Regions from separate parts of the Mus musculus genome. Here region 1 is linked to region 2. A link is a contact called in public HiChIP or PLAC-seq data. All regions are on one chromosome and are shown on one strand. The core of a region is the stretch at or near the end of the contact, and the rest is flanking DNA. Distances in the headings are between cores, read along the strand shown.

What was found. HiChIP or PLAC-seq counts read pairs in DNA pulled down with a chosen protein or histone mark.
Region 1: a contact with region 2 is called in an H3K4me3 HiChIP or PLAC-seq map of bone marrow-derived macrophages, with 2.7 times the contacts expected there. The contact joins the promoter of Parp12 here to the enhancer-like site in region 2. A contact is called at or near these places in 4 of 39 promoter capture datasets (the 3T3-L1 cell line, embryonic stem cells, hippocampal neurons and 1 more), 1 of 115 datasets of contacts at active chromatin or transcription factors (bone marrow-derived macrophages) and 2 of 9 other capture datasets (adipose tissue and liver).

What each region holds. Positions count from the first base shown.
Region 1 is chr6:39,114,695-39,120,033 of GRCm38.p6, forward strand. It overlaps Parp12 (poly (ADP-ribose) polymerase family, member 12), which reads right to left and starts at 3,655. Exons shown (of 12, transcript NM_172893.3): 1 at 3,113-3,655. The coding sequence starts at 3,465. 4930599N23Rik (RIKEN cDNA 4930599N23 gene) reads left to right here and starts at 3,779. Exons shown (of 4, transcript NR_045813.1): 1 at 3,779-4,126.
Region 2 is chr6:38,497,774-38,502,918 of GRCm38.p6, forward strand. It overlaps Ubn2 (ubinuclein 2), which reads left to right. Exons shown (of 17, transcript NM_177185.4): 15 at 915-1,146; 16 at 1,414-1,503; 17 at 4,465-5,145. The coding sequence ends at 4,514. Among named protein-coding and RNA genes, the nearest start is that of Mir7670, 7.0 kb to the right of the region's middle. Within about 2 kb of position 2,503, at least 4 of the 459 cell types and tissues checked have an H3K27ac peak or open chromatin away from gene starts, as enhancers often do. A contact at or near this core is called in bone marrow-derived macrophages, where this site is marked.

The DNA.
Region 1 (5,339 bases), core at 2,405-4,904, 620 kb after region 2:
AGGAGAAAGGCAGAGGGAGGGAAAAGCAAAATGGCAGCCCTGGCAGACTTTCAGAGCTGGTGAGATCATTCTTCGTGGCATTTTTTCACAAACTCTTCCTGACCCTCCTTATAAGCATCAGAGAGAAAAAAACAGCGATGCATGAAGACATATGCTTATTTACCAGGAAGAGAGGAGACTGGACAATGTCTAGGGCTCAGGAGAACACTTCTCAGCAGGTATGTAAAGAGAAGGGCAGGGCCATCATGCAAACAAGTGTCACAGCACACTGGCCACTCAGTAAACACTTGGATTAAAAGCCTGAGCAGGGGTAAGTCTAGGTAGCACATACCTTTCATCTCAGCACTTGGGAGGCAAAGGCAGGCAGATTTCTGAGGGCAGTCTGGGCTACACAGTGAGTTGTAAGTCAGCCAGGGCTATGTAGAAACCCTGTCTCAACCCAACCCATCCCCTCTCCCCGAAAAAAAAAAAAAATGAGCAGAGGGTAGAGGGAAGGCTCAGTAGTCAGGGGCACTATTCTACTCTCCCAGAGGACCTGCATTCAATTCCCAGCACCCACACTGGGAGTCTCACTAACACTCTCTTCTGGCCTTTGAAGGCACCTGTACTTATATGCACCATTCCCTCCACTCTACCCCCCATATAGACACATAATTTAAATAATAAAAATAAATCCTTGTAAAAATGCTAAGCAGGGGGCTGGAGAGATGGCTTAGCAGTTAAGGGCACTGACTGCTCTTCTGAAGGTCCGAGTTCAAATCCCAGCAACCACATGGTGGCTCACAACCATCTGTAATGAAATCTGACATCCTCTTCTGAAGTGTCTGAAGACAGCTACAATGTACTTACATATAATAAATAAATAAATCTTTAAAAAAAATGCCAGGCAGAGTGACTCATGCTTCCAGATATGGGTTTACATAGACACAGACATTCCTGGTCCACCTGTTTTGCAGCTCCCTTTCTCTGTACTTTCAACCCATAAGCATCTGGTGAGCACATATCAACCAGGCACTGGTACTCCACCCTAAGAACTCAGGGACAACCCTTTAATGACAGTCTGGGACACCTGGAAAGGCAGGCAAGCAGCATGCAGACATTACCATACCTTAACATCTGTAGTAAACATCCTGAAAGAATGCCAAATTCCTGGATCCATCCCCAAACCTTCTTCTCCTACTAGCTCTCTCATCTCTGTCCCTCCGCCCCTACAGATCAGAAACCATGAACCTTGACTCCTCTCTCCCAACTCGTGAATGCAACAGAAAAGAACTCACACATGGAGTGAAAGTCTGAGGTCAGCTGTGATAAGAATACAGTGGCACCAAAGGAAAAAGGCACTGCAGAGTCGGGATCCAGGCAAGAACTGAGGAGAGGCCATTGGAAGGTATAAAACAATAAATAAGCCACATCTTCAGGGGTTAGGAAAAAGATGACAAAATGAGATGAGAAGAAGGGAAGCTAAGTTCGTGCTGCCAAAGCCAAGTATACAAATAACTGCAATAATAGCAACATAACCTTAGCGAGCATTTACTATGCAACAGAGATTGCCTCAACAAACCTGTGAAGTAAGTAATCTTATCATCACTGAGGGGCCAGAGTCAGCCAGAACGCTACTTTCCCAGGGTTACTAGGCAGCAAAGAGCAGAGGTGGACTGAAACAACTAACTAGCTCACAGACCACGCTCTTGATAGGCAAGCACACTGCCTCCTGAGCACAGGTCTGGAAGTCAGGGACTGAAGACATCTGTGACTGGGGCCACAGTATTTACCACCCAGCAGCTTCCAAATCAGTAGGTAAGGGTTTAGCCTTCCTTTTAAGTAAAGATCTCAAACCCTCTCTGGCTTTCAGTCCACAGTGGGAACAGAAACAAGAGTCACCATCTCTCCCACAGCCTCTCTTCACGCTGGCACACTCCCCTTTAATTTCCCCAAATCTCTCGCATACACCTCGTTTGGACAAGTTCTAATCTGTATTATTTCCGAATAAATAAGTCCTAAAGACCACATTTCTTAGACCATACCCCTTAGGTAGGGGTAGGAGACAGGTTCAGGTAAATGGGATATTTATCACTTTTAGACCTGACCCACACAAACTTCCCACCAGACTTCCTACCAGGGAGACCTTCAGCCCCCAGAACTTGATACTTAGAACTGTCTCAAAAGTGTTGAGGGTGCAGCTGTACCCAGTCTGGATCCCTGATTGACTACACAGGTCAAGGTTACTAACCCAACGTGACTATTAACCTGACATCATAAAAAGTGATGTCTACTGTTACAGCAAAAGGAAGCAGGGAGGGAAGAAACTAATCCTTCTAGATAACTGGACTAGATTCGAAGCATGAAGTCTCCAACATCCTCTCCTAACCCAGCATCCCCGAATCATTACCCAAGACATCTTCCTAAAACACAAACCTCACAGCTGACATTCAACAGGCCTTATCACCTTTAAGGTGAGGCCCAAATTCTTCAGTATAAACAGATTTCACTAATCACCTTGCAGGTGCAAGCAGAGAGCAGCCCAGACTAATAAGGACATAAAGTGTGTTGTGGAAGAGTTAGAGAAAGCTCAAAAAAGCGAAAAATCTTTCAGCTCCTGCCCGAGGCGCTAAAAAAGCAAACCAGGAAGGGCATTCCAGACAGGGCTCTGCCACCTAAATGAAACAAAGTGGGGGGTGGGGGGTGGGGGTGTAGAAAGGCACCCAGGAAGGTCTGTGGCTAGAGGAGAGCGGAACTCTCTATGGATCTTGAAATTCTGAATTTCGGCTTGTAAACAGACAAACAGAAGTTGAGTGGCACTTCCAAAGCCTCCTTACAGCTGGGACAGCAAGCCTTGCTGCCTGCTCCTCAAAGCAGCCCTGAGGACCAGCTTCCCTCCTGGGGGCCATACTGCCATGCTCAGGTGTCCCTCTTGGCACCACATTCTATCTGTGCTAGTCCACCATACACTGCCAGTCACTAAGTAGGTGATCAATAAACGTTCTTGAGAGTGAAGGACAGGCGAGGCTGAGGAACTGTCACCTAGCGGTCTGCCCCAATCACGGGACGAGGGTGGAGGTCCGAGAGTGGAGGGCCAGGAGCATCCGCCCAAGCCCACCGTTGGCGTCCTTACCCGGTCTTCAGGAACTTGCAGTTGCCGTAGATGAGAAACTTGCAGAGATGCAGCTGCGCGCAGAGCCCGGTGCAGCCCGGCTTGGGGCCCTGATGCGCGCGGCACAGACGCAGCGACGACACGGCCAGCACCAAGCGCTCCGAGGCTGCCGCCGCGGCCTCCCGGCCCGCGCCCACGGCCACGACCGCCCGCGAGGCCACCACGAAGCGCCCGCAGTCCCGCAGCAGCCGCTCCAGCGCGTCGGTCCCCAGGCTGGTTCGCAAGCGGCGCCGCAGCTCCGCCAACTCCAAGGCGCCCCCCGCCGCGCACAGCAGCTGGGTCACCTCTGCCACTGCCACCGCGGCCTGGGCCATGGCCGTCGGACTGAGGCTTAGCACGGACGGCGGCGCCTTTCACGGGCCGGGCCCCACTGTTTCGCTGGAAGGAAACGAAACCGAAAGCGGGCTCCGGCCGGGAAAACAGGAGCCGTGGGGCCTTGCCACGCCCTCGGGCCGCAGCTGAGGAGCCGGCGCCCTTGTCTTAGGGCCGCCAGCTGGGGACCGCGCGGCTCGACGGCGGCCCGCGCTCGCTTGCGCGCGCACTGGGCGACCCGGCGTGCCTCGAGGCGTCGCGCGGCCGGAGATGCGGGGCGCGGGTCCTCACGGGGCCGGACTCCCGCGTCTGAGGGAGTCGTGGCCGCTCCCTTCGAGGCAGCAGCGTCCTGTGAGGCGAGTGGCGCGTTCAGCTAGGCCCGAGGGACGCCGCGGGGGGTTCAGTCAGCAACCTCGATCTCGGAAAAGCCGAGCGAAGTTTCCAGACGGCGCCGGCCGGTTGCGGCCGGTTGGTGCGTCGGCCGGCGCGCTCAGGGGGGCTCAGAAGTCGCCCGAGCCAAAGCGGGCTTTAGCAGGCGGGCCTCGGAAGCGGGGACGACGGACCCGGTCCCACCGCACCCCGGAACAAACGGAAACAGTCGCTCCGAATTGCCAGACACTCCGCTTTTGTAGCGGATCCCGCATTTCCAGAAGGAAAGCGTAGGTACGTCCTTTAAAGGGGGCCGATCCTCCCTCCCTCGCCCCTTCTGAGTAAAGGTGATGCACCTAGTTCGATTCCTCACCGGAAAGAACTCTCCTGTGTGTTACCCTGGGAGTTAAACGTTCTCGGGGTAAGTAAACGGGGGTGTGTGGGGGTATACCTATTAAAATACGACTTTTGGCACCCCCATTCCTTCCTCCAGGAGTCTCCCGGGAATAAAAGCGTTAGTAAGTCATGTTCACAGGAGAGGACGGAGTACTGGAAACAGTAAGACGGTGATTCAGACAACAAGAGTTTAACAAGCATGTTAATTCTCTGGGTTTGACCTAGAAGGACATTAGTATGTTGTGAGAAAAGATTGTAATCAAGTAGTATTCCATGGGGCTGATCGGAGGTTAAGCGGCCGCACTGCTCTGGAAGAGGACCTCGGCCGGGTTCCCAGCACCCACATAGCAGCTCACAACTGCCTGTAACCCTGGTTCCAGGAGGGATCTGACACCCTCTTCTGGACGCTTCAGACACCAGGCACGACAGGTGTGAAGGCGCCTTTAATCCCGGCACTTGGGAGGCAGAGGCAGGCAATCTCTGAGTTCTAGTCCAGTCTGGATTTGAAAGTGTACACAGTAGGATGTTTTTGAGTGAGCATGAAGCAAACCCAACACTTTGGTCACAGTGGAGTGTGGGAGGTACTAGGAAAGTGGAAAAAGGAAAGGTGAAGGCTGAAAATTGGGAGGTGAGTGCTTAGAAAATTAATTTAAAATGAATAAAATTTTATTCTAAGTATAAAATACTACAGAAAAGAGCAACTGAGGGTATAGCCCCTGGGCTCAATCCTTAGGAAGGTGTGTGCTGGGGGGGGGGGGGAGTATTACTACAAAAATGTAATAAAATGGGATTAGAGTAGACCAATTGGCAAACCCTGGAACCCAGTGAGAGATTCTGTCTCAAAATAAGGCGGGAACTGGAGAGATGGCTTAGCAGAGAAAAGTACCTGCTGTCCAAAGCCTGCCAGCCTGAGGTGGATCCCCAAAACCCAGGTAAAAGGGGATGGAGAGAGAAACACCCCACACCCCCAAAATTGTCCTCTGACCTTCACATGTGTGCTGTGGCACACACATACATATACATAAATAAACTTAAAAAAAAAAAGGCGGAAAGCTCCTGAGAAATGACATCCTACCACACACACACCACAAAAAAAAAGACAGCAGGCTGG
Region 2 (5,145 bases), core at 1,253-3,752:
GCTGGAAGACTTGGATTTCAATTTTAAAAAAGCTTTTGGAAGTTCTAGCTGGCCCAAAACTTGCTATGTAAACCAAGCTGGCCTAAACTCACAGAGATCCACCTGGCTCTACCTCCCAAGTTCTGGGATTAAAGGCTTGCACCACTGATGCCCGGTGAGAAAGCATTTACACTTAGAAAGTCTAATTTTAGAAAAGCAGAGTAATGGCAACCAGCTTTCAGTAGTTCTGGGGAAACTAGACTGGAAAATGGAGGAGGCTATGCTTGACTAAGATTTTAAAAAGGAATACAAGTAGTATCAGATTATTACTGGGAGATGGGTAGAATCTAGACATAACAGTGAAGATGTACAAAGAGAGTCTGGGGTGGGGTGTGGAGAGGTACTGTGCTGTCCTACAGTTGGAACCCTTTGTGGTGTGGTTGGGCAGTTATCAGCTCTAAAGAAGCACAGGGAAGATCAAGGATGAAGAGCTTTCAGAGGGCCTCATCTCCTCAGGCCCTGGGATGAGGGAGCACTAGGTGAGGACAGCAGTGCAGGCCTTGTGCCAGAGGTGTGAACCTGCAGAGTCCCAGTGGAAGTGGCTGGAATGACTTCCTAGTGACTCGCGGAGAAGCAGAGAAGGGGAAATGTAGGTTTTGGACTTTGAGACTTACCAGCAAGAATGGGCATTGAACATCTAAGCCGCAGACTACAGTACTGACAAACGAGCTGTGTACACAGAAATACTCAACTATCACTTGCAAACTTTCAGAACCATTATTAGTAACTCTTTGGATTATATTTTTCACCTCAGTCTTAATTTCCTTGATTTGTTAGAACAAATAAAGAGACAGTCTTGCATCCATGAATATGTTAAATCAATTTAGGGACATTGCTTTATTTCTTATCTGTTTTGACCCCTGGTTTCTACACAGTCCACAGCAGGAGCATCATTATTGGCTAATGCCTCACCTCTGACTCTCATGACATCACCTTTGTCTGTAACAAATCAAACTGTGACTCCTTTTGGGATGCTGGGTGGCCTTGTTCCAGTGACCATGCCCTTCCAGTTTCCCTTGGAGCTACTTGGCTTTGGAACGGACACAGCTGGAGTGACAGCCACCTCGGGATCTACCTCAGCGGCTCTCCATCACAGCCTAACCCAGAGTAAGTGCTGCTCTACTTTAAATGGGATGAACCATCTAATACCATATTGCTATTGAAATGCAACATGTAAGAGAAAGTCAAAGTTTGGGGGTTTCTTATTATAATCATGACTGTATCTCCATAAGTTAATGTTTTAAGTATGTGTGCTGTGATATTAGAAAGCCCTTGGCGCTGGGACTTACACTGGTGTTAGCTAAGGCATTATTTCTAAGTTTGATCCAAGGGGTTCACATCTTGAGATCACTGACCAGTGTGTTTTCCTCTCAGATTTACTAAAGAGTTTACAGCCAGGAGCTCAGCACGCGGCAGCCCTTCCTCACTCTCCTCTGCCTGCTCACTTACAGCAAGCGTTTAACGGTAAGCAAGCTGCTCATTCCTACTGTCTATAAGAGTTTAGAGATGCTGCGTAAATGTTCCTCAAGTGGGGGGAGTGGAGTGACAAAACGCCAGGGAAGTGTTTCCTTTGACTGCCTCCTCAGTGGAGTGGAGTGACACAACACCAGGGAAGTGTTTCCTTTGACTGCCTTCTCAGTGGCAGCAGCACGTTGAAGAAAAAGGAAAGGATGAATGAGATCTGTTAGACAGAAGATGACTTTATTTATTTTTTTGTTTGTTTTATGTACATTTTATGTACATGTTTAGCCTACATGTGTGTCAGATCCCCTGGACAGTTGTGAGCTGCCATGCGAGTGCTGGGAATTGAACGCAGGTGTTCTGTAGAAGCAGCTAACTGCTGAGCCACCTCTCAAGCCCAAGAAGACTTTTTTGAAGGGTTTTATTATATAGATGTGTTGCTTAAGTATGAATTTATAAAATAACTAGCCAAAGTCATAGATGCTGCAGGAAGGCCCAGCAAACAGGTAAAGGCCCTTGAGTCCCCAGAACTCACAAAAAAAGGTCAATGAGACCAACTCCTCAATAGTGTCCTCTCACTTGCACACAAACACTGTAGTATACACGTTATTGCACACATGAAGTCTTTCTTGGAAGGCAATGTCAAGAGCTCAGCAGTTAAAGTCACTGTCTGCTCTCACAGCAGACCTAAGTTCAGCTCATGGCAGCTCATAACCATATGTGGCTTTAGGAGAGATGATGCCCTCTGGCCTCCAGGCACACACATGGTGCACACACATACATGCAGGCAAAACACCCAGACACGTAAAGTTGAAACTAAAATAAACTGTCTTTAAGCTGCTTTACTCTTGAGCATAGGGCAGAAATTAGAAGTGTGCAGCAGTCTTGAGGCAGTAGACTCCCATTAATCCTGTGGTCAGATGCTCAAGGCTCATCCTTGAGAGAAGGAACAGAAATCCCATCTGCTTTTTCTGTACTTGATTTGGTAACTATATTCCTGTTGTGTGATTCAGTTGGAGACTGATTGGTGTGAATGTGACCACCAACAAGGAAGTAGACAAACAGGATTCTTGTTGCTCAAAAAACTCAAGCTCTGTGAAAACTAACTTCCTATCTGGTTAATACCACTTTCCCAGAACAGGAAAGGGAAAACTAAGTATTTTCAAAAAAAACTAAAATTGAAGTTTAAAACTGTTGACTCAAAAAGTACAATAAAAGGCATTAAACTTGAGTTTAGATTGAGTTTGAAAAGCTTCAACATCACTTCTCTTACTCCACATAGAAAACAAAACAAAAAAGCTTTTAATAGACCTCCTATGGGAATCTAATAAAAATAACTGATTGAAAGAGTCTCGTCTAGTAAATGGTTGATAGTAAGAGCCCATTAGTGTTTATTCTCTTTATCTTATCTAAAACAGAGGCCAAAGGGGAGCTTTTTTTTTGGTTAGTTGGTCAGTTTGGTCTGTGTTTTGAAACAGGGTCTCACTGTGTAGACCTGGCTGGCCTGGAATGTGCTTTGTAGATCATACCAGCCTTGAACACATTGCATGCTGTGCACCACCATACATGGCTGACATAATAAACATTTTGGACTTATAGTCTCTACAATCTTTTTTTAAATAACTACCCAACTTTTTTATCATTGTAAAATAGCCACAATTGACTTATAAACAAGTAAAGTTGACTTCCAATATAAAACTATATTAGCAAAAACAGATGTGGCCAGACTTGGGCATGGGCCGTATTGTACCAAACTCTGCTATAAAAAATTTCACAGTCCAGTTAATGGGATTGCTTTATTTTGATAGTTAAATTACTTTGATAATTAAACAACATTACTTTGAACAATATCCTACTTTAATAGTATTATTAAATAATTTACCATTTTAATAATTTGGTTATACCATAGATCAGTTCATTTCTCTCTACAAATGTATATATTGTGAATGAAAAGAACCCTGATTATTTAGTAGAACTATTACTACAACTTTGAAATAATCATTGACATTGATGCAGCTTTTCTTCCAAAAGAGTCTGTGTTTTGATTTTTTTTTAATGTTTTTCAAGATACTTGGATATGACATGAGTAGATATGACCATGTGACTTAGGATTCCTCTTCTTGTGAAGTTCCATTCCTTTGTCATTTTCTCTCAGACCTGGCTTCTGTTTGGGTCTTTGTTTCTCTATCCAGTGCTCTGGGCTGTTGGGTACCACTCTGGCCTGGGGAACCCTATCTTCTCTTCCTCCAATGTTTTTAGAAGTGTTTGGCTGAGAGTTACATAGAACAGTTACATATGTTCTGCCAAAAGTGACCTACAGCAGCATTGGTAGATGTAGAAACTAAGTTGCTGGATTTCTGAGTTCGAGGCCAACCTGGTCTACAGAGTTAGTTCCAGGACAGCCAAGGCTACACAGAGAAACCCTGTCTCGATAAAAACCAAAGAAAAAAGAAACCAAGTGGCCCAGCAGCAGACTTGCATCTAGTACCGCAAGGTTAGGACCTAAACAAAGACATAGCTGCATTTTTTTTTTTTTTTTTTTTTTTTTTTTTTTACCACCAATGTGCTATGTTCACAATACTTGGGAATTACCACATACCATGTTATGGAAAAATATTTAATTCCACTTATTATAAGAAAATAAAACTGGCCTAATCTTCCAAAGAAATCAAAAGATTGAGTAGGTCCCTTGAAGGTGGGCATTGTGTGATCTGATTGCTTTAGAACCCAGCATTGAACATGGTTATGAGGTAAATAAATGGAATGGTACATACCTGCCAGGATAGTTTTCATAGAGTTCTCAGTCACTACCAGTCTACAGAATCAACTTCTGTAATACCATCACCACGTGAGGTAAAGGTTATCATTTTAGAAATGTAATTCACAATAAACTGATTCTTCTTGCTTTTGCTTTTGCTTTTTTACGATGTGCAAAACATACCAATTTAATGTTTCTTTTCTCAGATGGAGGCCAAAGTAAAGGGGACACTAAGTTACCACGGAAACCTCAGTGACTTTCCAGCAAGGGGGAGAGGAACCACTTGGCTGGCTGGCGGGACCGACCTGATGGGAAGTCTTGGCGGTCACAGGGCTGCTGTTTCTGTCCATGTTTACATGCTTGTCCCAAGCACTGTGGTGAGGAGGAAAAGAGAGAAAATGTTACTTGAGCAAAGCCAGTGCAGGAGGAAGAGATGCTTTTGTGCAAAGTCAGGGAGCTTTGGTCTTTTCAAACCCAAGCCCCCATGTTAACCAACTTAAAGCAGACTCAGCTGTCAAACCCACAGAAGTGTCAATCTGACTGTATTTAAAAAAAAAAAAAAAAAAAAAGGAAAGAAAAGAAAAGAAAAGGAAAAAAACTGGGGAAGAAGGAAGGAAGTTAAGAGGATTTGGGTAAATGGCCATCCATCCTGGGGGTTAGGTCTGAACACTCTACAGATAAGTGCATAATAAAAGCAGCTACAAGTAGAATTAGCCCAGTTTAAGGAGACTCAGTCATGTCTGTCTAGTAGACAGATTTTCCACAGTCAGTTGCATGAGGCTCTCCAGACAGTTGCCGAAGAGTACTGTGCCCTGAAATGTCCTGAGCAAACTTGAATCTTCTCCAGTATATAGCAGGTCCCCGTGCGAGTCAGTGGCCTGAAGATA